4 separate regions of the Mus musculus genome follow, and regions 1, 2 and 4 are each linked to region 3. The links are chromatin contacts, called in public HiChIP or PLAC-seq and promoter capture Hi-C maps. All regions are on one chromosome and are shown on one strand. Each heading gives the region's core, a stretch centred on a gene start, on an enhancer-like site or on the middle of the called end of the contact. The rest is flanking DNA. Distances are from core to core; before and after follow the strand shown. Region 1 has its middle 21 kb from the start of Gm40769. Region 2 holds the start of Cpsf6 (cleavage and polyadenylation specific factor 6). Region 3 holds the start of Cnot2 (CCR4-NOT transcription complex, subunit 2). Region 4 holds the start of Ptprr (protein tyrosine phosphatase, receptor type, R).

What was found. Promoter capture Hi-C pulls out the DNA fragments that hold promoters and counts their contacts. HiChIP or PLAC-seq counts read pairs in DNA pulled down with a chosen protein or histone mark.
Region 1: an H3K27ac HiChIP or PLAC-seq map of extraembryonic endoderm stem cells shows a contact between it and region 3, with 3 times the contacts expected there. The contact joins the enhancer-like site here to the promoter of Cnot2 in region 3. A contact is called at or near these places in 1 of 39 promoter capture datasets (cranial neural crest), 7 of 484 Hi-C or Micro-C datasets (CD4 T cells, the G1E-ER4 cell line, cardiomyocytes and 3 more), 4 of 115 datasets of contacts at active chromatin or transcription factors (cardiomyocytes, embryonic forebrain, extraembryonic endoderm stem cells and 1 more) and 2 of 9 other capture datasets (adipose tissue and liver).
Region 2: a promoter capture Hi-C map of pre-B cells shows a contact between it and region 3, with 3 times the contacts expected there. The contact joins the promoter of Cpsf6 here to the promoter of Cnot2 in region 3. A contact is called at or near these places in 1 of 39 promoter capture datasets (pre-B cells) and 1 of 484 Hi-C or Micro-C datasets (the N1E-115 cell line).
Region 4: a contact with region 3 is called in a promoter capture Hi-C map of hippocampal neurons, with 2.2 times the contacts expected there. The contact joins the promoter of Ptprr here to the promoter of Cnot2 in region 3. A contact is called at or near these places in 2 of 39 promoter capture datasets (the 3T3-L1 cell line and hippocampal neurons).

What each region holds. Positions count from the first base shown.
Region 1 is chr10:117,199,614-117,205,351 of GRCm38.p6, forward strand. No RefSeq gene overlaps it. Among named protein-coding and RNA genes, the nearest start is that of Gm40769, 21 kb to the left of the region's middle. Within about 2 kb of position 4,203, at least 36 of the 459 cell types and tissues checked have an H3K27ac peak or open chromatin away from gene starts, as enhancers often do. A contact at or near this core is called in extraembryonic endoderm stem cells, where this site is marked.
Region 2 is chr10:117,375,692-117,381,134 of GRCm38.p6, forward strand. Cpsf6 (cleavage and polyadenylation specific factor 6) reads right to left here and starts at 1,282. Exons shown (of 10, transcript NM_001013391.2): 1 at 1,148-1,282. The coding sequence starts at 1,207.
Region 3 is chr10:116,579,186-116,584,137 of GRCm38.p6, forward strand. It overlaps Cnot2 (CCR4-NOT transcription complex, subunit 2), which reads right to left and starts at 2,326. Exons shown (of 16, transcript NM_001037846.3): 1 at 2,268-2,326.
Region 4 is chr10:116,014,488-116,019,871 of GRCm38.p6, forward strand. Ptprr (protein tyrosine phosphatase, receptor type, R) reads left to right here and starts at 3,876. Exons shown (of 14, transcript NM_011217.2): 1 at 3,876-4,325. The coding sequence starts at 4,268.

The sequences.
Region 1 (5,738 bases), core at 2,953-5,452, 620 kb after region 3:
TTCGCCTGTCCTTGGGCCGCTCTCTGAAGAATCTTCAATGTTTCCTTTGTGGCACTCGCTTCTCTTCGGAACCCTAAAACACACATCTGGCTGGCTACCCCAGTTACTACTGCCTTACATCTGGAAACATTCATTCCCAGCTTGTCGACAGTGCCACAAACCAAATCCCAGGGGGAAGAATTACTAAAGCCAGTAGCTCAAGCAACATACACAGTCCATGGGATGTTTCATGGGTCAGTGTCCCTAGAATTGGTCATTTGAATTGGTAATTTTCAGTGGGCTTGTCGGCGCACAGCTGTAATCCCAGCACTTGACAGGCAGATGAAAGAGGATCTTGCTTCTTCAGTCCAGCTCAGACCAGACTGGAACCAGCCTAGGATATACAAAAAATGGGGAAATTTCACTTTGAAAAAAAGATTTCAGTGTTTTGTCTTCTTTATCTCTTTCTTTCTCTCTCTCTCTCTCTCTCTCTCTCTCTCTCTCTCTCTCTCTCTCTCTCTCTCTCTCTTTTAGATAAAAGTACAACCCTGTCAAGGGATTAACCCACGCAGGAGGTCAGGGCCCTTGTGATTTAGTTGTCTCTGAGATGCCACCCCAGACACACCCAAAGGTGTGCTCCGCTAATCCTATAGGCTTTCTTAGCCAATCAAGTCAACAAAATTAACCTCCCTAGCACATATGCCTCATAACTCAGAAACCTAGGGTACTCGTGACAGCAAGTCCAACAGGAAGACAGGGATGTAGTCACAGATCAGATCACGATTCGAGTGTTTACAAGGATGTGGCAGGTCACAACAGGGAGCCCTGTGGTTCAGAAAGAGTGTTCTGACAGCCAGGTGACCTCACAGTGGCAAGCACCTGTGCCCACACCATTGTCGCCCACAGAGAAGATGGCGCAGGGCAGCTGGTTCTCTATGCTTGCCTGCTTCAAGTCCATCTTTTTGTGGCGGGGAGTTCCTCTCAGCATCCTGCAAAGTCCATCTCAGGGTCATTCTGATAAGGTCACTACTTGTTCCTTGTTTCAAACTGGCAGGAATGGCAAATACCACAGTAAAGTATAATGAGAGCAATAGACGATGGTTTTGTTACAGTGTGTGTGTGTGTGTGTGTATCAAGGCTGGGCTTGAACTCACTTCAATCCTTCTACCTCAGTCTCCTTTATACCGGGATTACCAATCTGTATCATCACATCCAAGTTAATTCATTGGCAGTTAAAGGGATTGTGAGATAGAAGTATTGAAGGATTGTCCCAAATGTATTTAGATGACATAGGCTTCTTTTGCTATAAAGCAGACAAGAGCCAGGTCTAGTTACAGGGACAGAGTTTCCCAAGGGAAATATGGAAGAAAAGAACCTGGGTCATTCCCGTCCTTGGTGCTGGCTCACTGCGACACATACAGCCCTTTGTTGACAGGTGAATGTTTTAGAGGAACACTTGACTTATTATCGACATGGCACAAAAGGATACAGGGCTGGGGATATGGCTCAAGTGTACAGTGGCTTGCCTTGCAGGTGTGAGGCCTGTAGTTCAATCCCAACTATCTCAAGAAAGGAAACAAAACCAACCAAAGTGGCAGAGAATGAGCAATGGAGATTAACGTATCTCTGAGGACTCGTGGAATAGCTCCCGCATCTGGCAAGCGCGATCTGCAGTCCAAATGTGACTTAGATTTTGAAACTTCTGCTCACTGTGTAGAAGTCTGTGGCCATCTGCCAAAGCTGCATGCACGTCAAGGAGGGTTCCACCGACACAAGACAATCGCCAGAACCTGCCTGCCTCCACCAGAATGAGCTTCGATTTTCTCCCTAGAATACAGCTTTGTTTGATGAAGGTAGACAAGAAAATCTTAGCTGAATGCTCTCTGTACCCTGAAACAAGGTCTTGCCAATAGTGATTGGTTTGGGGGCTCCTCTGGTTTCAGACACTTGCAGAGTTCTCTCTCTCTCTCTCTCTCTGTGTGTGTGTGTATAGGGGGAGGAGAAGTTAAGTTGAATATTTCTTTCTTCCTGTGGAGATATGCAAAGGAAGAAAGGAAGAAATGAAAGAAAGAAAGGGTGGTGGCTGGAGAGACCGCTCAGTAGTTAAGAGCACTGATTGCTCTTCCAGAGATCTTGAACGCAAGGTCCTGAGTTCAAGTCCCAGTAACCATATGGTGGCTCACAGCCATCTGTACTGGGATCTGACGCCCTCTTCTGGTGTGTCTGGAGATTGTGTGTGTGTGTGTGTGTGTGTGTGTGTGTGTGAGAGAGAGAGAGAGAGAGAAAGACCAAGTCCTATTGTCCTATTGTCCTTCCTGGAGAATTTTTTCACAAGAATGAGTGGTTTTCTAGCAGGGCCAATGAGTGATCCTAAAAATGTTGCAATGACAGCAACCAACAAAGTGCTTTCTTCATCTCCAGACTGTGGGAAGCCACATACACCATTACAAGATGGCGCTGGTTACTGCTGGCCACCACCCATAAGTTCGGGTAAACCACCAATGTGCGCATGTGCATAAGGGTTTCACGTCAAGTCACAGCCCATCCCTGGGAATGTAAATGAGGCACTGAAAGCACAACCAATCAGGTATAGACACGCCACTCCTAGGCCTATATAAGCAGCACCAGTTTTGGGGCTGGGGTCTTTCGCCTTCGCTATCAAGCTCTTCCAATAAACGTGTGCAGAAGAATCCTGTTGTGGCGTCTTCCTTGCTGGCGAGTCGGGCGTCCACACCAGACTAGCTCTAAACACAGCAGAGAACGCAGTGATCATCGTCCCCGAGGAGCCGGTTTGTGATCACAGAGCTCTGGCCTCCTGATAAGGCAGGTTACAGATGGCAACTGCTCACTCCTTTTCCTTTTCAGTCAGGGCCTCGTGTAGAGCTGGCCGCCTCAAACTTTCTACTGAGCTAACTGCCTTAACCTTCTGATCCTCTTGCCTCTACTTTATGGGCCTGTACCCCAGTTTGGATGGTACTGGAGGTCAACCCTGGAGCTCTGTGCACGCTAGGCCAACGCTCAGCCATGAGCTACATTCCCAGGCCTGGTCGTCAGCTTTCTTCTGCTCAGAGGCCTCAAAGCATTCACCCATAGCCATGTGGTGGTGGCACTCGCCTTTAATCCCAGCACTCAGGAAGCAGAGGCAGAGGCAGATGGATCTCTGTGAGTCCCAGGCCAGCCTGGTCTACAGAGTTTCAAGACAGCCAGGGTTACACAGAGAAACCCTGTCTCAGAAAACAAACAACAGCAGAAATGCCCATAATGTTGGTGCTTCGGCTTCACCCAGACTGGGTAGTGTCTCTTTCTAGCCAAGTACCAGATGCTGCCACTCTTGCCTTCCTTTGCTTTGAGCAGAATCTCACAGAGTCAGTGAGCTAAGGACGACTTCGAACTCCCGAGTGCTTCACTGGATACTTTCTTCGGCTCAGTAGAAAGCACCGAAAGTTTGTTGCTACCGACCCACGAGGGACCCAAGCTGTCACGGAAGCCTAGTCATTTCAAATTGTCGACCCTGTCGTAACCAGTCAGAGCTTGGCGATAGAAGGACTGGAGGAGACGAGCAAGGGACCCTGTGTGCTTGCTCAGCTGCCCTTTGAACCACATCTACAGCCAGCTCTCCTTGCTCCCGATAAAGGCTTCAAGATAAGCACGGTTGGGAAATCTTACTCCTGATAAGTAGGACTAGGCAATTCGGTTGCTTAGTTCGGGGATTTTCCTGAAGCCAGTGGCTTTGCCTGTATGTCTCTTGGACAGATTCCAGGTCCCCAGCTAGAGGAGATGGTTAATAGAATTAAAAAAAAAAATGATGGGAATTTTCTTTTCCTTGTTTGTCAGATGATTAACACATCAGTGGACTGAAGCCCCTAAGTTGTGCGTCGTCAATGTTGGTCTGCAGTGCAGGGAGAGCAGTTGATTGGCAAGCCTGGGTGCTTCGTGCTTGTTCTTCATACTGACCATGGCAGAAACTGAGAGCTGAGGTTGAGGTTGTACCAGCATCTTCAGCTCTGAGGATGGGTGGCAGGGAAGGCATGATCAAGGGGTGGGGGTGTGTGGGGTGTGCCAGTCTTGCAGGATCTGGCTGCCTCTGGCTTTCTGGGCTGGTGTAATGGCCCTGTTCTCACAGAAGTGCTGACAAAACATGACAAATAGAAAGCAGATGTGAACTGACCTTCTAAAAATGTATTTCATGTCTTTTGACTCTCCAGACAGATTCTCCAGGGTAGAAGCTGCCACCTTCAGACAGCAGTGCTCATAGCACTGGAGGCTGACCTTCTTGCTGGGCTCCCAGGCCAGCCCCTCGCCACAGAGTTTTTTGGCCATATTGTGTCAGCATCAGTTTCACATCTGCTTATGCAACTACCAAATACACAGGATTTGTGCACACGTGAGTTAGACATACTAGCCAGGCACACGTTTAATCCTAGCCCTTGAGAGACAGAGGCAGGCAGATCTTTGTGAGTTCCGAGCTAGCCTGGTTTAGATAGCTGGCCAGGGCTATACAGTGAGGTCCTGGGTCTAAATAAATAAATAAAATGGAGAGGGGAGAAAGACAGGGCTCAGCAGCTAACAGTACCTGCTGCTCTTTCAGAGGACCCAACTTCTGTTTCCTTACAAGCATCCGTGACTCTAATTCTTTGGGAATCCCATAAGCACTGTGGTACACACAGCATGCGCAGCAAACATACACACATTAGATTAAAGAAGAGAATTTTATTTTGTTTTTTTGAGACAAGATTTTTCTGTGTAGCCCTGACTGTCCTGAAATGCACTCTGTAGACCAGGCTGGCCTTGAACTCAGAGATCTACCTGCCTCTGCCTCCCTAGGCTGGCATTAACGTCTTGTGCCACCTCACCTGGCTTTAAAGGGGGGGGAATATTATTACCAAATAGAAGCTTCACAAATCAACTCAGGAAACAAGATCCCATTTCTCTTGCCTTTGGCTTCTTGAGTCCTGTGTCCAAGTGCCACTCCCATATGTGAAATCTGGCTTGGCTCGTACATCGGTCTATGGCTTTAAATTACTCATTTTGTTTTCTGTACATATTCTATTTTCTGTATGCCTCCTACAAGAATTTTGGTGGTGGTATAATTTGCCTGTAAAACATCTCCCATGGGCTCGGGTTTTCAAACACTTGGTCCCAAGCTAGCGGGACTGTTCTGGGAGAGTCTGGAACCTTTGAGAGGTAGGTAGGAGGAAGTGTGCCTCTGGTTGTCAGGTCTTGAGGGTTATAGCCAAGCCCTACTTCTTGTCCTGGTCAGGAGGGAGGTGAACAAGCATCCTCGAGCTTTTACCAGAGCAGCTGCCAGCTGCTTCTGCTGCCATGTTTTTTCTCACCATGAACAGCCTGTGCCTTCGAACCGTGAGCCAATATAAGCCCTTACTCCCGTAGGTTGCTTCTTGTTGGTTTTGATCACAGCCATTAGAAAAGTAACAAGTACGGATGCAGTCTTTCAGAGTTTTGACTCCCCTCTCACTGAGATCCTTTGCTGAAGACATTCTTCTCTGCCACTGTATTGATATCTCACAAATCTACTGGAAGCAAACATTTCCTTGAAGACAAAAACCATGGAAGATGCTAACCCATCCCTGATGCCGCTGATCAGGGGCCCACATCAGCTGACCGACAGTCAATCTGGCTTTAATACCTTTGCCTATGTATAGCTACACTTCTCTCTAGTCTATGTGACTTGAAGTTTACTAGGGAATGCCGATCTTGCTAGACTAGGAAAGCAAAGATTGCCACAACTGTGGTTTGAT
Region 2 (5,443 bases), core at 32-2,531, 800 kb after region 3:
TATAGGAAATGCACTAAAAAAAAAAAAATATTTAGAGGGCAGTAAGAGGCTAGACGATCCAAACCCTGGCAAGCAGACCCTTCCAAGGATATTTATTCATCATGAGACGCTGGTTCTAGGCATCCCAGGCGGGTGAGACCGGAAAACCTTACACGTCTCACTTTCTCCAGCCTTTCAAACCGTGAAGTCGAGCCCACAGGGCAAACACTTCGCTTTCAAACTACAGTCACGTTCACAACGACTTGTCAGGCACGCTACCCAGGATTCCGATTCCGAGTGGCCGGTCTCCCTTTCAGTCTCTCCGGTCTGTTAAGCTAGGATACCACCATCTTTTTTGTTCTGTCCAGCCACCGCGCTCCCAAGTCTTTGGCGCAAGCCATTTATCCTCTCCGATATTTCGCTTCACAAAGGCCAAGGACTGGGCCTCGGAGGCACTGCAAACCCTCGATGACCAAGGCGGGCCGACGCACCGACTTTTAAATGCGATCGGTGGCTCCAAAAGTCAGATGACTTGTTGCGGATGGAACCAAACCTAAGCAGCCTTCCCTTAAGGGGACCGGCGAGCAAGGAACCGGGCGCCACGCCGAAACCCGTCGCAAAGGCGAGCGGGAGCCCAGGGAGAGCGGGCGCGCGGGATACAAAGGGCTGTGAACGCGGCCTTCCATGAGGCGACCGTGCGCGGACAGAGACACAAAATGGAGCGGCGGGAGGAGGAATCGGAACCCGAGGCGGCAGGGCCGGGATGGAGGCGGCGGGCGAGCGCGCGGCCGGGCCAGGGCTTCCCCTCTGGCCGGCCGCGGGGGAGGGGGCGCGGCGGCCCGTTCTCCCCGCCCCGCACACGCGGCCTAGCTCGGCGGGAAGCGCCCGCCACCGAGCCAACAATGGAGCGGGAGACCGTCCGGAGGAACCGGGCGGGCGGCTGCAGGGCGACCGGGCCCCGCGCTCCAGAGCCCCGCGGCCCGCAAAACGACGCGCGAGAACAAGGGCTGAGGGGCCGTCGCGCACGGCGGCGCGGCCCGGAGGCGCCAAGGGCGCACGGTCTGCAGCGAAGCCGGCTCGCGGCCCGCGGCGGCCCTGGTCAGCCGGGCGTCCGGGCCGCGGCACAGTCTGCGGCGGCGGCGGCGGCGGAGCCCGGACCCTCACGTACCTGGTTGAACTCTTCACCCACATCCGCGTAAATGTCTATGTGGTCCACACCGTCCGCCATCTTCCCTCGGCCTCGGCCGCCGCCGCCGCCGCCTCCTGCAGGTCGGCCCGCCGAGGCAGCAGCAGCGGATCTGGCGGTGGGGGCGGGGCGCCCTACGTCACTTCCGAGGGGCGGAGACCAGGGCGCAGCGGCCCGCTGCTGGTGACGGGGGACCCCGCCGAAGGTCCGCGGCGGTTCCGAGGCGCTAACTCGTTCCTTTGTGTGCAGGATTAAGCCGCGGCTGGGGCAGGGGCGTGATTTCCTGTGCTACCCCGCCATACCGCATGCCATGGAACCCGCTTGTTTTCAGAGACTGTCTTTTCAAACTGCTTCTGGCACTATTTATCTATCTACATATCTATAGATGAGAGATCTATCTAGTGAGAGATATAGATATATATACATCTATATAGAGAGAGATAGATATTTATATATTTGCGTTTTCATTTTTTTCCTACTTTTTTTTTTTTTTTTTGCTTCCAAGGTTTCGAGAGATGAGAGTTATGTGTACGCAATTAAAAGCGAGATATGATGTCCTGGCCAATGTCTTATTCTTGCTTCTTCAGACAACTGAATTTTTTGAGTTATTTGCATATAGCATATTTGCATCTCTTATCTTTATGCAGTTGTAAGCATCTTTTCCGCTCCTTCCTTCACATCCTCCTCTTCCCCCTTCCTCCCCCATTGCCCTTGCTTTTACCTTTTTATCTCTGTTGTAGGTTTTCTCCAGCCATCGTTCAAAGGATTCTATCCTCATTTTTAGAGCACGTACAACAGAGCAGATGTATCCTAAATCAACGAACTCCTGGATTCAGAATGCTGAGCTAGAAGGGAAATTAAAACGGTGGCTTGAGGTCCAAACATCCCGTTTTACAGATGAGAGAACTAAGGACTCGTAGAGCATAAGTTATTTAACTGGGGTTACATGGCTCGTAAAAGTGCACACCTTTTGACGCCGATATATGATTCAGAGATCTCTCTCCATTTCCAACGGCTCCACCTATTTCTTTCCTTCCCGTTCAAAAACTCACCAGGTCACTCAGCTGCCTGTGTGCTTGATATAAATTCAGTTCCCACAGCGCTCTCAAGGAGCGTAGAGAGAACCGAACCAAATCCTCTTAAGTAGTCCTCTGATCTACTCAGCACCTCTGACTGCTCTCACTTCCAGCCCCACCCTGCCAAACAAATTAACAAAAAAGCAAAACAATAACCAAAATAATAATAATAACAAAAATACCAGATGCAGACTGGTCTGAAATCATCAAAAACCTAAAGAAACATCTATGCTTGAGATGTCTGTAAAATCTTGGTTGCAGTCACAGAGACTAATCTCTTAATCTGAATAAACATTTCTTTAAATTCCTTTTTTATACATCGGGGTGTTTTGCCTGCATACAGTCTGTGTACTACACATGTGTGCAGTGTCCTGGGAGCGCGCAAAAAAGGACATCAGTCGACTAAGACTGGTATTAGACAGGTTTATGAACCACTACATGGGTGCTGGGAATCAGACCCTGACCCCGGAAGAGAATCCAGCGCTATTGACCACGGTACAAACGGGACTTAACGATGGCCACCGCTGTTGAAAAATCCTAGACTCTAAATTTTGTTTACTTAGAGGTCAAATGCATGCGGGGCAATGATGGCCCACGCCTTTAATCCCAGCACTTGGGAGGCAGAGGCAGGCAGATTTCTGAGTTCGAGGCCAGCCTGGTCTACAGCGTGAGTTCCAGATCAAGGGCCACAAAGAGAAACCCTGTCTCAGGGAAAGGAAAAAAAAAAAAAAGTCAAATGAATGCTGAGTAGCGGTGGTCCCAGGGCTACACAGAGAAATTCTTGTCTCAAAAACCAGAACCAAAATAGTCAAAAACTCAGCTTTATCCCTCAGCTACATTTTGAGATCTGATAATTCCCTCAACAGCAGACTCACTCTTACTATAGAGGCCCCATCCTTTCTACTTCTCTGCCAGGTGATTGCTCACACACTATCTTAAGAATGTTTTGATGTCAGGCAGTGGTGGCATTCGGGAGGATGAGGCAGTTGGGGTCTCCAAAGTTCGAGGCCTGCCTGATCTACAGAGTGAGTTGTTCCAGGACAGCCAGGGCTACACAGAAGGACCCTGTCTCAAAAAGACCTAAATAAATAAATAAATAAATAAATAAATAAATAAATAAATAAATAAAATGTTTCCATTTTTTTTCAATTGTAACTTCAGAGTACCTTTTTACTTAGCAATTTTCAAAATTTAAAATATTTGTGGCTCTTGCTTCTTTTGTCTCTTACTCACTTACTCTTGCCTCTCTCCCCATTCCCTTCCCTCCCCCACCCCCTTCACGTGGCCATGGCCAGCCTCTACCTCTCTCCATCTCTCTGCCTTTCTCTGCCTCTACTACCCTCTTTTCTTTTTTTTTTTTTTTTGTTTTTTGTTTTTTGTTTTTTGGGTTTATTTTTGTTTTGTTTTTCGAGACAGGGTTTCTCTGTATAGCCCTGGCTGTCCTGGAACTCACTTTGTAGACCAAGCTGGCCTCAAACTCAGAAATCCGCCTGCCTCTGCCTCTGCCTCTGGTGGGATTAAAGGCGTGTGCCACCACCACCCGACTTCATCTCAATTTCTTGATGGAGGTTCTAAAATCTTTTTGTCTCAAGACTACATAGTACAGAAAGTCCAAATGTCCTTAGGAGAAATGCAATAGGAAGTTACATGTTGCACATAAATGGCTTTTTCACCTCCCTGTGTTATTTTCCTATTGCTACTGTAACAACTTAGTAACAATGTTAGAGACCAAAACAATACAGATTTTTTTTTTTATCCTCAATTCTAGAGGTCAGAAGCTCAATATAAGTTTTACAAGGCTGCTTCAGTTATTTTTTTTTTCTGTTGCTGTAATAAAACACTCTAACCAGAAGCAATTTAGGAAAGAAAGGGTATATTATTCAGAGTTCTCTAGAGTAAGAGAATTTGTAGAATGACTCTCTTTAAATCTCTAGAAAAGAGATTTAGTAGAATGTACTAGAGATGTGGTCCGACTGTGGCTTCCTATGAATGGAAAGTCTGAGAATCCAGTTCAGGCTGGATATCTCAGCTGCTCTTCAATACATACCAGAATCCAGAAGAAGTAGGAATGGACTTGCGATCCTTTTGCTTGCGAGAGCAAGCAGCCAAAGGTAAAAGCTTCCTTTCTCCATGCTCTTATATTGGCTTCCAGCAGAAGGTGTGGCCCAGACTAGAGGCGGGTCTTCCTACCTCAAAAGATCTGGATATTAGGGCTCGAGAGATGACTCAGCAGTTAAGAGCACCGACTGCTCTTCTAACAGGTCCTGAGTTCAATTCCCAGCAATCACATGGTGGCTCACAACCATCTGTAATGGGATCTGAAACCCTCTTCTGGTGTGAAGTGAGCAATGGTGTACTCGTATACATTAAATAAATAAATAGATAAATAAATAAATAAATATTTGATCAAAAAAGATCTGGGTTAAAGTTGAGTCTTCCTACCTCAAATATCTAGATTAGAAGTGGATCTTTCCACTTCGATTTAATAGAAGATCCCTACGATATTTTTGGGCTTTAGTTCATTCCAAATGGAGTCAGAATAACAGTCAAGAATAGCCATCACAGCCAGGCGAAGTGGCGCACGCCTTTAATCCCAGCACTCGGGAGGCAGAGGCAGGCGGATTTCTGAGTTCGAGGCCAGCCTGGTCTACAGAGTGAGTTCCAGGACAGACAGGACTACACAGAGAAACCCTGTCTCGAAAAACCAAAAACAAACAAACAAACAAACAAACAAAAAAAAAAAAGAATAGCCATCACAGAGGGTGACAACCAAGGACAGCTGCCACAGAGAATTTATTTGTATTACACTTTCAGGTCACACTCCATCATTGAGGGATGTCAAAACAGACACTCAATGCAGGAGCCTGAAGCAGAAACCATGGCAAAGTACTGCTTACTGGCTTGCTCACAGGCTTCTGCTCAGGTAGGTGGTGGTGGTGGTGGTGGTGGTGGTGGTGGTGGTGTTTTGTCTGTTTGTTTTTATACAGGCCAGGTCCACCTGCTTAGGGACAGTGCCTCTCAAAGTAGGCTGGACCCTCCCACATTATTTGTCATCAAGATAGTCTCTCACAGAGGTTGGAGATAATACTCAGTGGTTAAGAGCACTGGCTGACTCCCAGAGGTCCTGAGTTCAAATCCCAGCAACAGTTGGTGGCTCACAACCCTCTGTAATGGCATCCGATGCCCTCTTATGTGTATGAAA
Region 3 (4,952 bases), core at 1,076-3,575:
TTATTTTTGAAGTTTTAAATAAACCTAAGGCATCTCTGAAAAACCAAAAAGCACCTACCTTTATATAGGGAAATTAAAGGTAATTATTATTTTAGGGAGCCTATTATTTGGAGTTTGATTTCATTTTCAAATCAAATAGTTCTCAGATGGCTAGGCTATAAACCACTCACAGACATCAATCTGCTTCATTTTCCACCATACACCATTTATTTGTAAGCACTTTAGAAAGGCTGTATTTACTGATACGTTAATGTGCAGGCCACTCTCAGCCTGGAGCATCTGGTAAGGTTACAGGTATCTCTAGACTGCATCTGAGAACCAAAGTGCTCTGCCAACACATGCACTACCTTATGTGTGTCAATAAAGCATTAATAGGAATGCAAAAAATAAAAAAATAAAAGTCAAATACAGTCTTTATTTCTGGTCTAGAGTTAAAAACAAAAACAGGCACTTTTTTAAAAATGAAAAGGTTTCACTTTAAAATTAAGGATCTTGCAAAGTCAGCAAAAGTGAAAAGTGGAAGAAGTTGTCTGTGCATTTTGAACTTTTCCTTTAGCTTTAAGATGACAACAGACTGGATAGGCAGAGCACAAGGGACCATTTAGAAAACATATTAAAGACACAAAACCTGAACACAGACAAATATTTGAATGTAGACAACCATTTCAGTGTACTGGATTTTTAAACACTTCCAACTTGGAATAAAATTACCTTACAAAACTACAAAGGTGACTTCTGAGAAGGAACTGTTGTTGAATATACAAAGCATTCCCAAACATAAAACTGTTGTGAAAGTTACCACCCACTTATTTGGAAAGGGAAATCTATAGGAACACGATTCCATCTCCCTAAAACTTCTCACTATAGAGAGTAATAGAAAATGTATTCAGTTTTGAACATTAAGTGTGTCCCTTGTGAACAGATCTGGTTAACGTTCTACCATTTGCCAATAATCTAAGGATCATATTGCTGTATTTTATTAGGAACTGTCCAGATGATTAAAGAGAAATCTTTGACTAAGGATTTAATGAAAATGAAGCAAAACACTCTTAACACTTGTCTTCCCAGATGTTGAAAAGTGGAGATGTCCCCCTAGGATTTCCAAGAAAGTACCTATGTGTAAGATTTATTTATTTTTATTTTCTTTTGGAGGTAAAAGCGTACTGATTGGATCTAACGTAAATGCAAATAACAAAACCTTAGAAATAATTTTACAAAAATAAAATTACAATTAGATTTCCCGAAGGGCCTACAGATAACAAGAATTATAAGCTTTTCTCCTAAGCAAACAGTACCTCAATTAAGAACTACCGGGTTTCTTTTAACCCAACTTATTTCTTCTATGAAACTTTGAAGTGAAGACCTAAAACAAAACGGCAAAAGGTAGAGGGGGCCCGGCGGAAGTAGAAACCAGGGCTTGCAACTTCACAAGAGTGGCTCGGGTTCCTCCTCCGCCGCCCCAGGACCATCGGAACTCAAGAGGCTACACCACTAGAGAGGCTTCCCACTCCAGGCACGGGGGCAGAAGCAGCATCTGAGTTTCTCTCTCGCCTTTCCACCTTGCAAGAAAGGCCCCTTCGGTATAGCTCAGGGCCTGGAGGCTCCCGAGGCCCGTTAGCCAGTGCGATGTCCCCATCTTACACAAACAAACAAATAAAAAAAAAAAAAGAAAGAAAGAAAAGAAAACCACACAAGTGGCGGAGGATGCGCGTGTATGGCCAGAAACGTAAAGCTTCAAGGACCAGCAGCTGCTGGGAACGTGGCAGGCAGGAGCCGTGTCCAGTGGCCGGGGCTCCTGGATGCTGCTGCCGCCGCCACCGCCGCCGCTGCCTTCTCTCCTAGCCCAGGAAGCAGCACGGCGGCAGCGGCTGCTCCGCGCCGGCGGGAGCCGGGGAAGCCCCGCGGCGGGCAGCGGGGGCCCGGGCCTAAGCTCCGGAGCGGCTGCGGCTGCGGTAGCTGCGGTGGTGGCGGCGGTGGCGGCCCGAGCACGGCGACGCTTTACGTCCCGTCCACCCCGCCACACACCCCCTCCCTCCTCCAGCGCCGCCACCCCCTCCCCGCCCGCCCGCCCGCCCGCTCCGCTCTTCCCTCTCTCGATTGGAGCCGAGACAAAAGCAACGGGAAGCGGCGGGCCGGGACGCTACCCGCGGACCCCGGGCGCGACCGGACCAGCCCCGAGGCATTCCCCCGCCTTGAGGGGGCCCCCAATCCGCCTCCCCCGCCGCGTGCCCCGCCGCCAGACTTCCGAAAATTGGCCAAAAACTCACCGCATGAATTTTCTTGTCCCGCGGATCCAAGATGGCGACGTATCCACCGCGGAGGCTGCTGGGAGCAAGACCTTTACCCTCTGACCCCCGCCGTGACCCCCGTCGCTCCGACTCCGCTCGAAGGCGGCGGCGACGGCGGCTGCAGCAGCAGAAGCCGGCGAGCGAGCGAGGCTCGCCGAATGGACGGAACGCCGCCCGTACGCCAGTCGACCGTGAGAAGCACAACGCTCGCCTGGAGCCTTCCCGGGCTTCCGCCGCCTCCCGCGGAAGGTGCGGCGCTGTCTTGTGGCGGTGACCGAGGAGAGTGGGGCCTGGGCGGCCTCTCCGGGCTCCCGAAGCCAGACCGCCGCCACGCCGGGAGCTGCTGCGGCCACGCCTGGAGCTGCGGCCTGGGGTCCGAGCGAGCGGGCGAGCGCGGCCTCGGGGGCGGGGAGAAGCCGAGGGTGGCGTGGGTCCGCCCACCGGGGGACGCGCAGCGTGTTTGTGTTTGTGTTTTCCTCGGACACCCCGCCCCCGAGCACCTCCTGCGGGCTGTCCCCGGGCTGTCCCCAGCCTGCTGCGCGGCGCGGTGCGGTGCGGTGCCTGCGGTGCTTCGGTCCTCCCACCGCCCCGCTGCCTGCGCTACCTGGGTGCGCTCCCCCAGACACCCGCCGCACGCCGCCCGCACCTCCCGAGCAGTGAGTTCCCCTCCGCTGGAACCTAGGCGTTTGATCGCCGCCCCCTCTTCCTTTTCATGCTCCCCTTTTTTTTACCTGCCCCCCCCCCCCCCGGTCTAAACCTGGTGAGAGGAAGTAAGGGGGAAGCGTGTTTTTAAAGCACTGCCGGGAGTACTTAATCTAACCGAACGGTGTTTGTGGCACTTTATTTAGTTCCCGCCCGGCGCGCCCTTGGTAAACCTTAGTGACCAGCTGGCTCATCCACTAGACCTTTTGAAAATACGGTGGCTGTGGTTGGGAACTAAAGTGTTTTGCTCTCCAAAGCCGGACTGTCCCTGAAAGTGAAATTACTTTTTATTGCTGTAATACTCTTAGTTTACACCTTTGAACATCCACAAACTTCGTGTTTTACGGTTACTTAACTTGCTAAAAAGCCTCTTTGTGCTTTGAAGTTGCGAGTTTCATAACGTATCGCTGTTCATGTTTGAGTGGTAGAGCTTACTAATGCGGATTACTACTCATTTGAAGTAAATAAAGTTTCTGCTGTAGTTTAATAAATTACCTCCTTCCAGCCCGCCAGTCTATATAGTTAGATATAGATTCTGTGATAAACGGAAGCGATATATATTTTTATCATAGAAAGCTAAAGGCAAGAAATAGGATACAATAGCCTACGGTGAAATTAAAAGTACCTTTGTCATGGTTTTGAAAGTAATTTGACATAGCAGATATGCAGTATCAGCAGATATGCAAATTTGTTTAAATGCGGACAGGAACTGGTGTAGCCAGTAGAAAAAAAAGGTTTATTTTGCTAGGTTGTTCATTTCATTAAATACTCCTTTTCACCGTTTTGTGTTTTGTTGGTTTTTCACTTTAGGGAAATTCAAGAAGGAACAACACAGTCCTACATGGCCCCTCCCCCAACCGTGCCTTCCTGTCTCGTCTGCTTTCTCTTCCTCTCAAGTTAGCATCTACTGCCATAAGGTAGTGTGTTCAAAGACTGGCTACTCTAGGCGTGTGCAGCTCATGTGCGTGAATGCATGCAATGCAGAGCACCTTAATCTGGCTGCTCGTTATTGGGAGCCCTTAATGTGTATGTAGTAGCATTATCACATTAAGTAACATTAAATATTCTAATTCATTACTCTTCTTACGTATATTAACTTAAAAACACATTTTTGTCAAAATTTAAACATTGCTGTCACTGGGGAAGGTCTGAGAGTATTGCTATGCTTGGACTTTACCAGGTGAGATAAGACCATTTTCTTAATTAATGTGTGGAACAGGGATGCTAGGAAAAACTCCATGAACGTCCTAGCATTTGCTAAAGGCTGTATTGATGGCTCAACGTGACGATGTATGCACTCAATAAAAGATGTATGCACTCAATAAAAATCTTAAATCATCCTGTCGCACCGAAAACTTCTTTTCAGGGCATAATTTCACAGATCTTTATATCTAGCACATGGAAAGCAGAGACAGGCCAATCTCTGAGTTCCAGATCAGCCTGGTCTGCATAGCTAGTTGCAGATGACACAGGAATATATATATATATGTATATATATATATATATATATACATATATATATATATATATATATATACACACACACATACATATATATTAATACCTTGTAAAAACAAAATGACTTCATCTTCAAAGCCAGACATAGTGACATTTGTTGTAACCTATTACTGTGGAGACTTAGGCATGAGAGTCAATCAAAATTTGAGGCTAACCTGAACAACATATTCTATAAGATCTGTCTCCAATAAAACAGCTTCATAACAGTTGTTAATAATGATCATAGTTATCCAATTTGTCTTAAAAATATTTTTGATAGTGAACAGGTCTAATAATTTTGTTACTTTTGCTTGAAAATAGTTCATACTGATGAGTATATTTATGTGGTTTTGAGAGATGTTGTTTTGTGCACCTCATAGAAAACTCGATTGGATTGAGGGGGAAAGGCTTTATTAAGGAAAAAATGAGTTTGTATATATTTGCAGAAGGAAAGGCCTCCCTTAA
Region 4 (5,384 bases), core at 2,626-5,125, 560 kb before region 3:
GGCATTTCTAAGGCAAGAGTCCACTACCATAAGGAATGATTCATTCTCCTGTGGAAAGTCTCTAAAATCAGAGTTTTACTGATGTTCAGGGTCAGCATCTCTTGCCCTATCTCTGACCACCTACCTAACTCAAGTGAGCAGCCTACCACTGAACACATGAGTGTGAATATGCGTGTTCTGTGAGATTACTTGTCAGAGCATTCTGGTATCAAAATTTCTAGATGGGATTAGTGTCGAGGCATATATTGCCAAAGCAGAGAGTCAGAAATATGCCAGTCTCCATGGCTGCACATAACAACAAACAATGCCTACGTTAGCAAGGAATACTTAGATTTCTGCTAGCTGTCACCGCTTACTTTTGAGTTGGCTACTGTGAAAGTTTAGACTGGGAATTCATTTGCTTAAGACAGAGATTGGCATGAAGGAAGGCTTTAAGGAATGTTATCCATCACTCTGTCCAAATAATGGAAGCCTAAATAATAAGAAACCCAGTCGATGAACCTGATTTGTCCACTTCAAGTGCTCCAAGAAGGATGTCCTAAGTGGATAGTTTCAACTCTGTATACCCAGGCTAATGTGGACGCTTACCAGAAGAGGGTGTAGAGTTAGATGGGAGAGGAGGTAGGGAGAATATGAAAAAGGAGAAACAATGATCAGAATCTATTGTAGGAAATATGTTTTAAATCAAAAATGGATAATATTATCCACGTGTATGCCATGTGTTGTGTACAGGTGTTCTTAGAGGACAGAGGAGGAGGTTAGAGTCACTGGAGTTGAAATTACTGGTGGTCATGTGCCACCCAACGTAGGTTTGGGGATACTCCTAACTGATGAGCCAGTATTCTTGCCCCCTATCTTTTTTATATTTTATTTTTTGAGTAGGAAAGTAATAATGAATATCCAGGCCCCAAAATAACAGCCCAGTTAAGGTTATTTTTACAATTCTGAACTACTCTAGTCAAAATAGAAAAAAAAAATTTTCCTGTTAAAGAGATTTTCATGTGGTTTTTCATTCAGCTACCTGTAGCCTTAGGCAAAGTACATAGCTAGCAGGCTGCTTGCTGGCAAAGTCAAAACCAATTATATTAATTGAAATTTTACATCCCCCCTCCCCCAAAGTAAAGGTTAGAATTATCTATGGAAAAGCAAGATATTCTTGGCACTGATGCAGCATGGATTCATGACTGTAGCCATATTATCTTCTTGAACACTTATGTAAGCTTGAATATTGTTTTAAAGAGGCATAAAATTAGGAAGGTGCATCTTCTGCAAGCACACTGATATTATTTCCCTCCTGACTCCATCCATGCACCAGCAGTCATAGCTAAGAAGGATTTTACTCCACTTACCTCTAAACATGGGTATACAGTGCATCTGGGAGATAAATTCAGTAGCAGTACCAGCCAGGCTGCCCACCTGTTTTGGAGCATCTCATCCAGATGACCTTTATTGGTTTTGAGCATGGTTGTTGTGTGAAGTGTTGGTCTGGGCAGTTGGGTTACTTAAAGTGAGTAAAGCCCCCCAAAAGTCTGTACTGGCTGGTTTTGTGTGTCAACTTGACAAAGGTTGGAGTTTCAGTTGGGGAAATGCCTCCATGAGATCCAGCTGTGAGACATTTTCTCAGTTGGTGATCAAGGGGGAAAGGCCCCTTGTGGGCAGTGCCATCCCTGGGCTGGTAGTCTTGGGTTCTATAAGAGAGCAAGCTGAGCAAGCCAAGGGAAGCAAGCCAGTAAGTAACATTCCTCGATGGCCTCTGTATCAGCTTCCTGACCTGCTTGCGTTCCAGTCCTGACTTCCTTTGGTGATGAACAACAATGTGGGAAGTGTAAGATGAATAAACCCTTTCCTCCCCAACTTGTTTCTTGGTCATGATGTTTTGTGCAGGAATAGAAACCCTGTCTACAACTCTGTCATTCTAGAGATTGTATCCTAGGGCCAAAGGAGTATGGATGAAAGAATATAAACTATAGAAATATAACTGCCTGTATATCAGAAAATAATATGGCAAACAGAAACAGAAAAAGAAACTCTGATGCAAGGGTCAAAGCTGCAGAAAAGATTGCAGAAAAGTCTCGGCGAAACTCTGGTCCTCAGAGGCAGAGCCCACTACAGTCACAGGCACAACCAGGGGAGCAGCAAGAGTGCTTTTTATGCTTCTATTTTTAGGACAGAGAGAATGGTGAGGTATTAAAAATACATGTCATCTTGCTCACACTCCACCTGTTAGAGTTTAATTCCTGGCCTTGTCTTCTCAGAGCTCTTGATACAAAAAATTATAAAAGAAATAGGTGGCACTGCCTGAGCACCCAGAGCCTTTGAGGCCGGTCCTAATTTCGGTTCTGTTGATTATCTGGCTTCCTATTAGCTGTCTCAGTCCTCAGGGGATGCAGGAAGAAAGCACTCAATGAGCCTCGCAGTTCAATTCAATGAGCACTTATTACTACCTCGTATTTGGCCAGCACGATTTTATTCAATTTAAGTTAATGCAAAATTTAGAGCTTCTCAAAGAGCCTGCAGTTGGCGAAATGTGTGTCACAGATAAACGAACCGTTTGAGAGAGAGAGAGGAAAAAAAAAATATATATATATATATATATATATATATATATATATATATGTGTGTGTGTGTGTGTGTGTGTGTGTGTGTGTGTGTGGCGGTGTTCAAAAAGCGGGGAAGAGGAAGGACATTATAATGTCAGGTTAGCCCAAAGCTTCTTAAGAAAAAAACAAATTTAGACCTTTGTAAGCAACTGGGTGGGCAGTGGTCTGAGTGAGGTCCATTGCCGAAGAGGCAGAAGGGAAACCTGCGAATAGAAGCAGAAGATGAACAGTCTTGAAGGGAGCTTGGCTGAGGGACATTTGGCCTTAGAGTAATTAGTCACTAGAATGGTAAGGATCTTCATCCTACCAACTTAGGTAAAGGAACTAAAAGTGCATATATTTGCACACTGTGCGAGCCTCGTTAAAGGTACAGGATTGGAGCGGAGAAGTCGAGTTAAGTTGATAAGGCTTGAGTGGCTCAGCTGTGAAAAGCTCTCCTTACTTTCCCAGAAGACCCGGGTCTTATTCCTGCGACCGCGTGGCAGTTCGCAACCATCCATAAATCCAATCCTAGCCTTTTAACAACCTCATTTGACCTCTGAGGGCAATGACACACAGGCGTGGTGGACAGACAGGCATGCAAGCAAAATACCCCAATACATTATTTTTTAAATTAATGATAAAATCTTAGGTAATTATTTCCATAAAACACCAAAGACCGTTCCTTTCCTTCGTATTACACGGGTGTACTTCCCTACCCTGTAAGTATGACCTCCCTGTTTTCAAGCACTCCAGTCAAAGACTTGAGGCTTGAATTTAGTGGAAGTACAAAGATTGGAAGAAAGAAGCCTGGGGTGAGCTCATTGGCAAGAAGGGGGCGCTCTCGGAATATCCCGTTTGCTTAAACACAGCAGGCTGTAAGTGGGAACATTTGCCCAACCAGGCCAGAACTCGCTGCTTGCCTATGCTTCACTAGGGTGGGGACATACTGGGAAACTGGTCAGCCTGCAAGCATTTAGTTGCCACAGTGAGCTGAGTCCACGCGTGATTCAAAAATGTGAGGAAGGAACCAGATGAGTGGCCCCCTCCACTTCCCTCCTTGGGTTTCTGTGGTCCTGGCCCCGCCTCTTCCCTCCCCACTCAACTCCTCCCCCCGCCCAGATTTAGGAGGAACTCTAGGACCTCAGATTTAGGAGGTCCCTAAAGCTAGCCTCCAGCCCCTCCTCCCCCTCCTCCTCCTCGTGGAGCTTGTTCCCCTCGCAGTCTCAGCTAAGACCCGGAGAGGTGGAATTTCGATTTGAAACTCCCTAGCCAGGGCCGGAGCTGGGCATGCTCAGTGCCTCGGTGTGTCTCGGCTGCTGCTAGCTGCACAGGCAGCAGAGGCGCTGCCTGGCTCGGAGGCTGGCACTAGAGTCCACCCCACTGTCACCACCGGCTGCGGGCTTCCAGAAGGCCAAACTCTCACCTCTTCTGAGCGTCTTGCCCCCATCAGCCTCGAGTCCCCATCTCCCGCAGCATCCTACTCTCGTATCTCCCCATCCCTTGCGGAGAGGAAGCAGGTGCTCGGTTCTGTAGGCACGCCACAGACTGCTCTGTGTACCCCAGCGGAGGACCCTGTCATCGGATGCCCGGGATCAAAGGACTCTTGGCAGTGGTTCTCTCAAATAGCACTTAGCCTAGAGTGGGGTTGCGGCGGAGTTTCTCCTCTGACCCTCAATGCACACACTATGAGGAGAGCGGTCGGCTTCCCTGCGCTGTGCCTGCTTCTTAATCTTCATGCTGCAGGTAAGGGCTTGCGGGGTTCAGAGCTGAAGCTAAGGAGAAGATGGGAAACAGCACACGCTAGAGGACTCCAGGGAAAGCTTGCCTGGCAGAGAAAGATTTGGGATAATGTCTGAGGGGTGAGAGAGTGCACCTGTTGGAAGGCTAGGGCTGAAAACTTAGGCTAAATTCAGCTCTCCCTTCTTTATCTTGCATGGCGAAGAGTGAACAGTTTTTAATGTGAATATAGATTTGGTCCCCCCTCCATTGAGCTTTCCTGCTTGTGCTTCTAGGCTTTGCGCTTGGTTGCACATTTTACAGGGAAAAAGAGATGAGACACCCTGCTGGATGAAGCCCTTCCTACTGCAGCGGCTACATCCATAAGATCTCCCAGTGTAGCGAGCGCTCACGGGGATGCCCTGTCTGTAACCTGACGGTCTGCATCTCCGCCCCTAAGAGCCAAATGCTCGGTTTATTCATCATGCTGCTCTAGGCTGCTTTGGCCCCTGCTCTTGTCATTCGGGTTTTCTGAACCAATAAGAGGAAGGAAAGGTTTCAAACCGGAGGCTCCTCTCTATTTCAGCACCACGGTCAGTATCCGCAGTCAGTAAAGAAAAACCCAACCACGCTGACAAGCCTGGGGGTTTTTTATCACTGTGTCCCCAGGATAGATTGGATGGGAGGCAGCGAGAGTGTAAACACATAAAAATAGATTGGACACAAGAATCACTGTGTAGTTCTAGGGATGCACAGCTGATAAAGTGCCTAGGAATTTTATATTCGGTGTCACCTGGCTCCTCTAACCCTGTGGACAGGCTCACTGGACTGCACCCTAGGTGATTTTCACACACGGGAACCAAAATAAAACATGGCAGAGAGATTTCAGGAACCCTGCCGAGACCGCAGTTGTCCATGCAGTGATCCTGTAGCAAGCACAGACCTTTTCTTTGAGTTTCTTTCACACGCATTCATTTCTCTAAGTACACCGAGTGGGAGTGTATTATGCTACTGTGAACACACACACACACACACACACACACACACACACACACACCTACAATCCTTGTTATAGTGCTCCAAAAG